Regions from separate parts of the Mus musculus genome. Here region 2 is linked to region 1. A link is a contact called in public targeted proximity ligation data. All regions are on one chromosome and are shown on one strand. The core of a region is the stretch at or near the end of the contact, and the rest is flanking DNA. Distances in the headings are between cores, read along the strand shown.

What was found.
Region 2: a targeted proximity ligation map of pancreatic cancer cells shows a contact between it and region 1. A contact is called at or near these places in 2 of 39 promoter capture datasets (liver and stem cell-derived epiblast-like cells), 11 of 484 Hi-C or Micro-C datasets (the G1E-ER4 cell line, the HPC-7 cell line, the N1E-115 cell line and 2 more) and 6 of 130 datasets of targeted methods (embryonic stem cells, pancreatic cancer cells, pro-B cells and 1 more).

What each region holds. Positions count from the first base shown.
Region 1 is chr19:16,895,376-16,900,705 of GRCm38.p6, reverse strand. No RefSeq gene overlaps it. Among named protein-coding and RNA genes, the nearest start is that of Gm32341, 22 kb to the left of the region's middle.
Region 2 is chr19:17,349,412-17,355,117 of GRCm38.p6, reverse strand. The region is part of intron 1 of Gcnt1 (glucosaminyl (N-acetyl) transferase 1, core 2); the gene reads left to right. Among named protein-coding and RNA genes, the nearest start is that of Gcnt1, 4.4 kb to the left of the region's middle.

The DNA.
Region 1 (5,330 bases), core at 721-3,220:
TCTGGAGTTCCTCTCAGACCTGCTGCTTTCAAACCAATATTTTAGTAAGATCTAAATGAGGTCTTTTAAAGGGAGAAAAACAGTGCTTTGAAAGACAAAGCCTTACATTTATCCTGTTTTGCTTTGGTTTTAATCCCACACTACATTAGGGTTTGGTGAAAGTCATGGACCCTGAGCATAAAAAAAAAAAAACGTAAGGATTTTAAAGATTTCACAGATTTGTGGTGTTTGTTTTGTTTTGTCTAACCTTTCAGTAGACCGTTTAAAGGTGCTAGGAGCCAGCCTTCATGGTTCTCATGCATTCTTACATTTAATCTTTCAAACAAAGCATTGGTGAACTTGGGAAAGTTAAATAAGTGTTCCTAGTCAAAGCAAGGAAGAGTGACAGAGAACCAACCTAGACATTTGGCGATCAGCGTCCTCAATAACCAATCTGTTATAGGGGTGACCCAGATCGAGGAATGGGAGGTATACTCCTGGTGGACCTTTCTCTCTCTGAGAAGATCGCCCGCGTACCTACAGCGCCTTCTTCTGCACCTCTGATACAGTGAGGCAGCTTTCCTGAGCCGGAAGTGGCCCAGATGGATCCTAATAGTCTGTGTGATGTGATGTCCCTCGCAGACATTCCCCGTATCCCTTTTATTTACCTGCACAGCTTCAAGCATCGCGCCAGCTCAGTATTATCACCTGTGGCGCTAGTCTACTTAAACCACGTGGGCAAGGAGATTTCATTCCGTGGACCAAGCATCGCTGAGAGTTTCTTGGTTCTCTGTATAAAAAGGAGCCAGGTGAGGACCAGGACTGATGGGGCCGGCCTGCCCCCCAGTGGCACATTGAGCACAGTAGTAGGAAGGCAGTTTCTTTCCCTGCTGCAGAAAATTGTGTTCAAGTCTCTGATGTTTAATCCTTTATCTAACATGCCTGAGAAGTTTGAGTTCTATAGGATATGATTCCTACTGGATAAGACGTACCCTAACCTAAGGGCAGAGGAACTTAAAACTACCTGGTTCCTGGACAATTACAAAAAAAAAAAAAGCATATACAATGCAAACACTCTATGTATTTTCTGTAAATTTATTTATCTTTCCCTTTTGTGTTGGTTTGTTTTCTTGAGACAGCCTCGTGTATCCCACCCTGACCTTGAACTCCTGATTTCCCTGACTCCACCTCCCAAGTACAGAGACCACTGGTATCTACCACCACACTCAGTTAACACTGTTATTTTCAATTCAGACACTTCATATGTACGCATGTGTAAACCAACTCCAGATTTTATCATTGGCTTCTGACTCTAGAAACCAAGAGAAATTCTTTGAGATACTCAGTAGCATGAAGTCAGGGTTAAGGCCGTGTAGTCTGGCCTCCCCCTCCAGTCTTTTGGAGCATCCTGCCTTGTTTTGTCTGTTTTCGTGCTCCTGCCTTTACAACAACAGCCTTCTAAAGGAACATGATAGCAACATCTTTATAGATAGATTTCCTAGTTTAATTTTTTTCCAGCTAGGTTTAGTGGTGCAAGTTTCTACTTCCAGTTCTTTTGGATGCTAACACAGGAAGATGGCAAGTTTGAGGCTAGCCTGGACAACAGCATAAATCTCAAGTCCAGCCAGGTCAACTTAGTCTCAGAACAAAAAGCAGTAGGGTTTGGGGTGGGGTGCTAAGGCTCTAACTCTGTGGCAAAGTACTTTCTTAGTCAGTATTGGCAAAAATCAGCTCTTCCTACCCAAAGCAGCTTTTCCTGGAAAATTCAGTTTTGCAATTCTAAGCATCTGAATTCGTTTTCATAGAAGCAATCCTTTATTCCCCGCTTCCATAGAATCATCAAGTCACATAATATTTGACAAAACCATGTAAATACAAGAGCAAGGGCAATCTGTACAAAGAACTTTGGGGACAAGCATAAGATAATATGTGACTCAGGCAGCCGCAGAAGGCATGAGCCACAATGAGTCACAGAGAATTGAGAGTATTAGTCACCCTGGTGACTCAGGGCCAATCGGGCGAGTTCTTTTTTAAAAATATGTGTTTAGTATATGTATGTGATTCTGTGCAACTTTCTGTGTGCTTCATATCTGCATGAGCCCACAGAGGCCAAATTCAGGTCTTCTAGAAAAGTCTACCTCATTCAAGCATGCTTGCACCATATCCAACCTCCAGGCCTGGGCTAGATCACACATGCTGTATGCCAGTCCAAACTATTAAGTCCTTCTAACCCTAGCTAGCCTATGCCATATCCAACATCCAAGCTAGCCCAGTTTGCACATCCTGTGCTGTGGTTCAGTCTAGTGTGCTCCCTGGACCCTAGCCCATGCTCATAAATTCCCAGACCTAGCTTAATTATATACTTGTGCACTGGCCCAGCCTGATGAGTCTGTGGAAATTTTGCCTGCCCTCAGACCTAGCCTTGGTCATGAAGACTACATGCACGCCTAGCCTTGTAAGTATCTAAGACTCTGGACCCTCCATGTGATCTCTATACTCGGGATGAAGCTCAGATGCCACAGCTTGTACATCACCACAAGCAGACCTGGCCACTTGTCCCCTTCATATGCCTCTTTAATTACACTAAATTGGATTCACTTCATTCCTCCAGTCCAAAATCAACGCTAGGTGTCTGAATGATTGGCCTGGCAACTCCTCATACCTAATCAGAAGTCAGTCAGGCTTGGGCTACAACAAAAACAAAAGCAAACTTCCATTTAACAGTGGCAGCCTAGAATCTCACATCAGACGATGCTCAACCAATGAAAGAAGTCACATGCCAGGTCTCACCACCAAAACAAAAACAAAGACAAAAACAAAACAAACAAAAACCCCTCAAGGAATATGAAAGGACAAGGCATTACCTCAGCCCCCCCCCCCCCACACACACACACACACACACACAACCTACCACTCCTATAGAATGTTCTCCAGTGAGAATTACTTAAATGAGCCCCAGGACACAGAACTTAGAAGAACAATAACAAACTTCACCAAAGAATCCAAGGACTTTAAAGAAAATGCAAACAGCTCAATGAACTTAAAGAGAATAATACTAAATGCCGGAATGCCATCCATGAAGACATAAGCACATAGCTAAGTAAAATAATCAAAACAGTACAATAATGGGAAAGGAAATCCAGTAAAAAGACAGAACTATTGATGAAAACTCAAACTGAAATGACATACATCAGAACCCAATTTTAAAACCCAGGGATAAGCTTTGCAAGTAGAAAGGATCAAGAAGAAGATAGAATATAGAAACTGAAGATAGTGCACTGAACCACTTGAGCAAATAATATTTAAAAAACAAATAAATAGAACAAAGGGAAAAAACATGTAGGAAGTATGGGATACCATGAAAAGATTGACTATTTGAATTGAATTATAGCCAAAGAAGAAGAACCACTACATGCCAAGGACATAGAGCAGATCTTCAACAAGATCATAGAAGAAAACATTCCTAGAGTAATGAAAAATCTACCCACAGAGATACAAAAAGTACACGGAATTTCAAGTAAAATGAGAAAAGAAAAGGAAAGGAGAAAAGAAAAGAAGAGAAAAGAAAAGAAAAGGAAAGGAAAGGAAAGGAAAGGAAAGGAAAGGAAAGGAAAGAAAAGAAAAGAAAAGAAAAGAAAAGAAAAGAAAAGAAAAGAAAAGAAAAGAAAAGAAAAGAAAAGGAAAGAAAAGGAGAAAAGAAAAGAAAAGGAAAGGAAAGAAAGAAGAAAAGAAAACTCCCCACATCATAGTTAAAAACCTAAATTTACTGAACAAAGAGAAGATACTGAAAGCTGTGAGAGAAAAAACACAAGTCACACTTAGAGGGAAACCTAACAGAACGGCAGCTGACTCCTCAGTGGAAAGTTAAATTCCATCAGACCCTAGAGCAATACACTTCAAGTTCTGAAAGATCAGATTCCAGCCTAATGCTGTACCCAGAAAAATTATCTGCCACAGTTAAGAAAAAAAAAAAAAGACTTTTTATGTTATAAACAGGCTAAAAGGATTTTTGTCCACCAAACCAGCTCTGCAGAGCATACCGGAAATAGTCTTTAAATCGAGAAACAAGAGGAGGAGAGAATCAATAATCACTGAAACACAAAACAGAACTAAGAACACGAGTAGCAAAAACCAAACTAGCAGCAGTCAATGGCCAGCTTTAAATATGCCTGGTCTCTGGTCCTGAACAAAAAGGCACAGCTTAGAGAATGGATTAAGAAATAAAATCCATCTTTCTGTTGTCTTCAAGCAACACATTTTACCTTCAAAGAAGATGGGGAAAGGTATTCCAAACAAACGGGACAAAGAAGTAAGCAGGTGTCAGCCTAGTATCTGACAAATGAACTTCAAAAGAAAGCAAATCAGAAGACGGCGGCTTCACTCTAATTATAGAACAATTAACTGGGAAGACATTATAACCCTAAACACACACATAGCGAACGCTGACACATTGAATTCCATAAAAAACATAAAGTTGGGCTAAAAAAATACAGATTAACTCCAGTTTACTTTCTCCACTAAAAATAAACAGAAACATCAGATTTAAATGACATCATACAGCAAACGGACCTAACGGAATATCTTCAGAATATTTAACCCAAATACCAAATAATGTGCTTTCTACTTAGCAGCGCATGGAAGTTTCTCTAAAATGGACCACATTCGGGGACACAAAAGAGATCTTAACAAATTATAAATATTTATTAAAACAACTTCAAACATCCTATTTGATCGCAACACTATAAAACTGAAATCAAACAAATCCCTAGTAATTATATACACTCATGGAGACTGAACAGCATGTGACTGAATGATGGATGGGTCAAAGAAGAAACTGTGTAAGAAATCAGTATTCCTGGAGTTATCTGAAATTGATACCACAACACAACACAACATCTGAGGCTCCCTGAAAGCAGTGCTAAGAGGGACATTTGCAGCTATAAGAACCTATATTTAAAGCAACAGAAACAGAACAAATAAATGAGTGAGTGACAAAACGAGGACTTTAGAAAAACAAATGCAAAGCTAGTCAATATCAGGTAATAATGAAAATCAGAACATAAATGAATGGTATAGAAGAAAAGAAAGCTGTATAAAGAACCCACAATTTTAAGAGCTAGCTATTGGATACAAGAAGCAAGAGTGACAGAAAGTAGAAAGGACAGTGCCAATCCCCTCTGTCATGCCAGTATTATCTTAATAACAAAACCAGATAATGATACAACTAAAAAGAAAATAGCATGTCAATACCCAGCTGCCAAAATCCTCAATAAAATACCTGCAAACTGAATACAAATGTATATCAAAAAGACCATCCACTACAACTAAGTTGCTTTATCCCAGAGATGTAC
Region 2 (5,706 bases), core at 3,073-5,572, 450 kb before region 1:
TTGGTTGGAGACAGGTTCTCACTGTGCAGCTCAGGCTGTCATCAGAGTCTGGATCGGCTTCCTGAGTGCTGGAATTTCAGGCATATGTAGCACACCTGCTGTTTGCTACGGACTGTGTAGTATTTCAGCTGCACTGAGTAATGCAGCCTTGTGTATGGACAGATAAGGATCCCTGGGTCTATTTTTAGTATTCATATTAACAAATGAGCAATGTGCTTACAGTTCTCGGTCAGGACGTCAAATACCCAACTCTGCTGGAAAGGGTGTTTGTTCCTAGGTGACTGTTGTAAATCAGGTGTGGTATATTCTTGTGGGGACTATATTCTTAGCTTTGATGATGGAGGTTTGGTTTGATACTGTCAGGTTTCCCTTGGAGACAAATATCATGTGTGTTTATAGCACTGCTGACAGTTTTGACCAAATAGATTTTATTTTTGTGATGGGGTCTGTTCAACCTGCAACTCACTATGAAGCTCAGAGTGACTGTGAACTTCTAATCTGTCTGCACCCACTTCCCAGGAGCTAGAATTGTAGGCGAGCGCCACCAACCCCCTTATATGGTATTGGGGACCAAACCCTGAGCTTTATTCCTGGCAGGCAAGTACTGTACACAGCACACTGTAGCCCTAGCCCTTGGCCAGATGGTTTTTGTGACAGGAGACTGTTGTGTACGTTACAGGACTTTTACCAGCATTCCTGTACCCACTGGGTGCTCCAACCCCCCCACCCCCCCACGCCAGTGACAATAAACTCACATGGCTCCAGACATTGCCAAGGATTTCCCTATGGAGCAAAGTAGGCCTCTGAGAATTGAAGTTGGTCTACATAGAAAATGCTCTAAGTATCAATGGACTATTGGTTAAGTACTTCCTACCAACGAGTAGAGAAGCTATCAGTAAATTAAAATGCCTTGAAATATAAGTCTTTTTTTTTAATTACAAAGTGCAGAGAGTTATTATCCCCTGTAAATGGCTTCTGTACCCTGCCAAGTTTTACCACCACAGAAATTTCAGGTGTTTATGCCATTGTAAAACTTGATAAGAGTCTAGCATTAGAAACTCAAAGCTGGAGAAGGAACACGAAGGGACCGAGAGATGCCTTGGTGGTTAAAAGAGCAGTTGCTGCTCTCACAGAGAATCAGAATTCTGTTTCCTGAGCCCATGTTGGACGGCTCACAAGTGACGGTAAGTCCCACTTCAAAGGGTCCTATGCACGCCTCAGGCTTCTTTCGTTAGCTGCCCACACGAGCACGTAGTTATATACACACAGACACATGCACCAAAATAAATACATAAATAAATACTTTTAAAAGGAACTATTAAGCTAATTTTGATTTTTTAAAAAAAATATACTCAATGTTTCTCTCAGCTTTTTGAAGTTAGAGAAGTATCGGCTGACCGTGCATATTGAGTAGAGAAAGTTGACAGTCTGAAGTATCAACCCAAAAGAAAACTAAACAAGAATATTCAGTGCACACTTTTTATTCCTAGCTTTCAAGAGGCTGGGCTAGAAGGATGAATGGCTAAAGGTTCCCCTGGGCTACCTAGAGACCCTCCTAAAACAAGCAAACAGGATCAGCTGTGAATAAAGCCATTGTGGTGGCTCAGCAGGAAGAGACGCCTGCTGCCAGCCTGACTGTCTAACTTCAATCCCAGGATCCCATATGGTAGAAGAGAATCAACGTTTAGCCAACAGCATTCTGCTGTGCAGTTCTGTAGTCTGAGAACCCAACAGCTAATGAAGAGGACACCTTAAAATACATGTAGTAACAGATATGGGAAGGTATTGTGACCCCTTTTTAGGCCTTAGATCAATAAGCACAGAGAGGTAAAAGCCTAGCCCAGGCTATGAAAGGTGGATTCTTATCCAGGAATTGGTTGGAGTTGGCTCCTTCAGGAAGTAATTTGTAGAACTCACGACTAGGTACATAATTTGAAAGACTGTTTAAAATGTAAAAAACTTAGGCTGGTGGCAACAGAGTATTTAAGGGCCCCTCTGTGATGGACACACAGGTTGTGTATCAAGAGAAGTTGGCTCCAATAAAGCTCTCTCCATAACTAAATGGAGGATGGTGGCTCTCCCCCAAATGCAATGGCGCTACCACCAAACACTGGAATCTCTTGTTTTTGTTTTTCTCTGTGCCAGGCGGGGAGCAAACCCAGGGCTTTGCTCCACTTAGGCAGGCCCCACTCCTCTGGGCAGCCCCTCATGGAGTTCCTGAGTCATTGGTCTGTAATTTTCCATCCAGTTAGGAAATTCCTAAGAAATCCCCCCAAGATTTGCTTTTCTTTTGTTAATTCAGTAGCCTTCCTTCCTTGGGGTGCTGGGTACCCTCCTTGCTTGTTCAGGCAGGAGTTTACTGAGACAGGTATTGTTGGCTCTGGGTCTATAGCTACCATCATGACACAGTGAATGTTTCTGCATCTGTTCACTGCATCCTTGAGTCTGTTGGCTAGAGAAAGGCAGACAAGCACCCACTTAGTTGCATAGGTTATCCTAATCTTATGTGGTGGTGTTTGTTGAAAAGCACTGGGTGTTGTTTGTTGAGCAAGGGCCCCTTCCATGGTTTAGGGGAGACCTGCAAGATCTCTTTCGCTGCAAGTTGTGTTTGCTATTTAACATATCCAAAAAGTGAACAGGAAGCAACCAGATAAGTAAGGGGATAGGTTTCTAGGAGAAGAGTGTTGTGCTCAAGAGGAAAATGATTGGGATGAAGCCTTTGGGTCATTTGTAGAATCTGGGATGTGATGGTAGGGGTGATACCCACTGCTGGGATCTGGGGTGGGGGGGGGTCAAATGATCATACCACAGCTGGTTTTTTTGTTTTGTTTTTTGGGTTTTTTTTGTTGTTGTTGTTGTTTTGTTTTGTTTTGTTTTTTCGAGACAGGGTTTCTCTGTATAGCCCTGGCTGTCCTGGAACTCACTCTGTAGACCAGGCTGGTCTCGAACTCAGAAATCCTCCTGCCTCTGCCTCCCGAGTGTTGGGATTAAAGGCGTGCACCACCATGCCCGGCTCATACCACAGCTGTGAAGGGCACTGTTTGAGGGGTGGGTACTGCTGGTACTCGTGGCACCCTTGTCGGGCACCAGTGTGAGAAGAGGCTTCAATTCCTCATCCAGACAGCCATGTAGCTCAGCCTGTGCACTCATGTTCAGCCACCCAGGAGGGTAGAGTGGCTGTTAGCAAACAGTGCCACCCAGTGCCCCTACAGTCACCCAATAGTGTGATGGATGAACTATAATAGGCGAGAGAATGAGACTTGGTTTGTGGTTGAAATCAGAAATATAGTGGTGATTAACTAATACTGTTGATGGGGGTCGGGGGGTAGCAAGATGACTCAGACGTTTGCGGTGTGGACATGAGAGTGGGGTGGGTTCGGGTACGGAAAGCAGCATTTATGGTGCTGGAAGCACTGGGGGGGTGGTGGGAGGTAGGTGGAAGGGTTGATGAGGTTGGCACCAGGTTGGGGAGAGAAGTTGATTCCCCTTTGGAGCTGTTTTGCTTGTGAAACAACCAAATGGAGCGGAGAAGCTGGCAACTAGAAAGATCTAGGATGGAAGTGTCTGCAGACCTGAGTATTAAAGCCTCCACAGAGAGGAAGGGTCTTTTCCGGCAGCTATAGACCATTCCCTGTGCTGGGACGCCAGTGTTCATAGGAACCAGGTACACATTCAGGGTAGGCGGAAAACCTGTTGTCTGTGCTTTCTGGGGCTTTGTTTGCTTTTGTTTTTGTTTGGTCTGGTCAGAATTGAGCTGGGAGACATTACATTTGTTTATTTGTTCTGGAAAAGTCTGGTAGATAAAATCTGGCGGATAAGGTATGGGGAAATAGAAGGTGGGGCCAAATTCCAGAGATGATAAGGATGTCGGGGGCAGGGGTGGTCCTGTGATAGGAGAGGGAGGAGGGATGAAGATGTTTTATATCTGGGACTCAAGACTTCATCTCACTTTGCTCGAAAGAAAGAAGCAAGATCGTGAGCTGAGTTTGTTTCTGAAGTAGTGTATTTCTTTCTTGAAAGTGTATTTTTTAAAAACAGCTTCTTCTTTTTTAAAAACTATTAATTTTGCTGTGCCAGGGATTGGATTCATAAAAGACAAGCACTCTTCTACTGAACGGCAGTCCAGCCTGTTGGAGTATTTTCTGGTGCCAAGGTCCATGACTGAGCTCTAGGAAAAACTGTTTGGAATGGTGTTCTCTGCTGTTGAGTTAATTTGTCCCGGGAAGAGGTGAACAGAAACCCTGCTCACTATAGGTGGGGCCCGTGATGGACTACAGGGTCCCACCTCAGTCTGTCTTGATGAGACAGTGGAGATACGGGTGAGGGGTAAGGAATGTAGGTGGGCCGGAGAGTGGCCTCACTCCTTTCTGGACCTAGGGTGTGGTCTCACTCCTTGGAAACTTTCTGGACCAGTCACAGTGTTTTGTTTACACTGAACGTCTTAGCTTCCCCTGCTATCCTGGTGACCTAGGGTTTTTCCGATGTCGTTTTGTAAACAGTGAACCATTTGATATGTTACTTCATATGCCACCAAAATCTTGTCTATGGCCACCGTAAAGACAAGAAGTACCACTCTCCCTTTAGAAGCCCACATCCAATCTGGATATATTGTAGTCTTCCCCCAAGAACCTTTGTGTCTGCCAACTCCTGTTCTTAAATTCCACTAGTGGTCTCTGACAGGACTTTGGGAGCTGCTGTGGCGACCATGTGGAGCTGAGTGAGTGTCTGCCCTGCACTGAGCTCTGCTTCCTACCTTTCAGCCTGTGCTTGGGTGACTAATGTCAGTGACACCTGACATGGGTCTTGGCAATTTTGCCAAGGTGACCAAAGGACTATCTTGAGTGCCATTCATTAGAAACATTACATTTAAAGTTTTTGTTGTTTGTTTTGGATTTTTTGAGACAGGGTTTTTCTGTGTAGCTCTGGCTGCCCTAGTACTCATTCTGAACTCAGAACTCAACTGCTTCTGCTGTATCTGATTCCAGAGTACTGGGATTAAAGGCATATACCACCAATGCCTGGCTACACTTACATTTTTGAGATAGAGTTTGTTATTGACCTAGTGCTTGGTGATAAGGCTAGGTTCGACTTGGCTAGGCTAGCTATTTAAGGAGCCCCAGAGAAGCCCCAGAGATCTGCTTGTCTCTTTCTTTTCAGTGCTGAGATTACAAAAGTGTGTCACTGTGTCTAGCTTCCTCGTCCTTTTGTTCTTTTCCTTAACATGTTTTCTGGGGGTGGAACTCAGGTCTTCATGCTTGTCGAGCAAGTATTATACTGACCCTGACAGAAGCACCCCACCTTGATGCCTCAGGCTTATAATCACAGCAATTAAGCTGGGCTTAGGGAGGAATTAGTGGATCCAAGGAGCTAGCTGGGCAGAATCTGCATACATACTTGAGGTTCAGTGAGATACTATGCCTCCAAAAAAATAAGCAGGGGAGTGACTGACTGAAAGATACCTGATATTGACCTGGTTTCTACATGCACATGTCTGTGTACCCTGCTCATACATGTGAACATGTACACACATAATGATCAGACTGTGAAGAGTGATTGGTACAGTGGGTTATCCTGAAATATATAATATGTATTATATGTAGTATATAATCTTATATATAGTAATATATCTAATGTAATATATGTAATATACTATACTATATTATTATATTACCTCTCATGTATATCATTGTGCTCATAAATGCAATT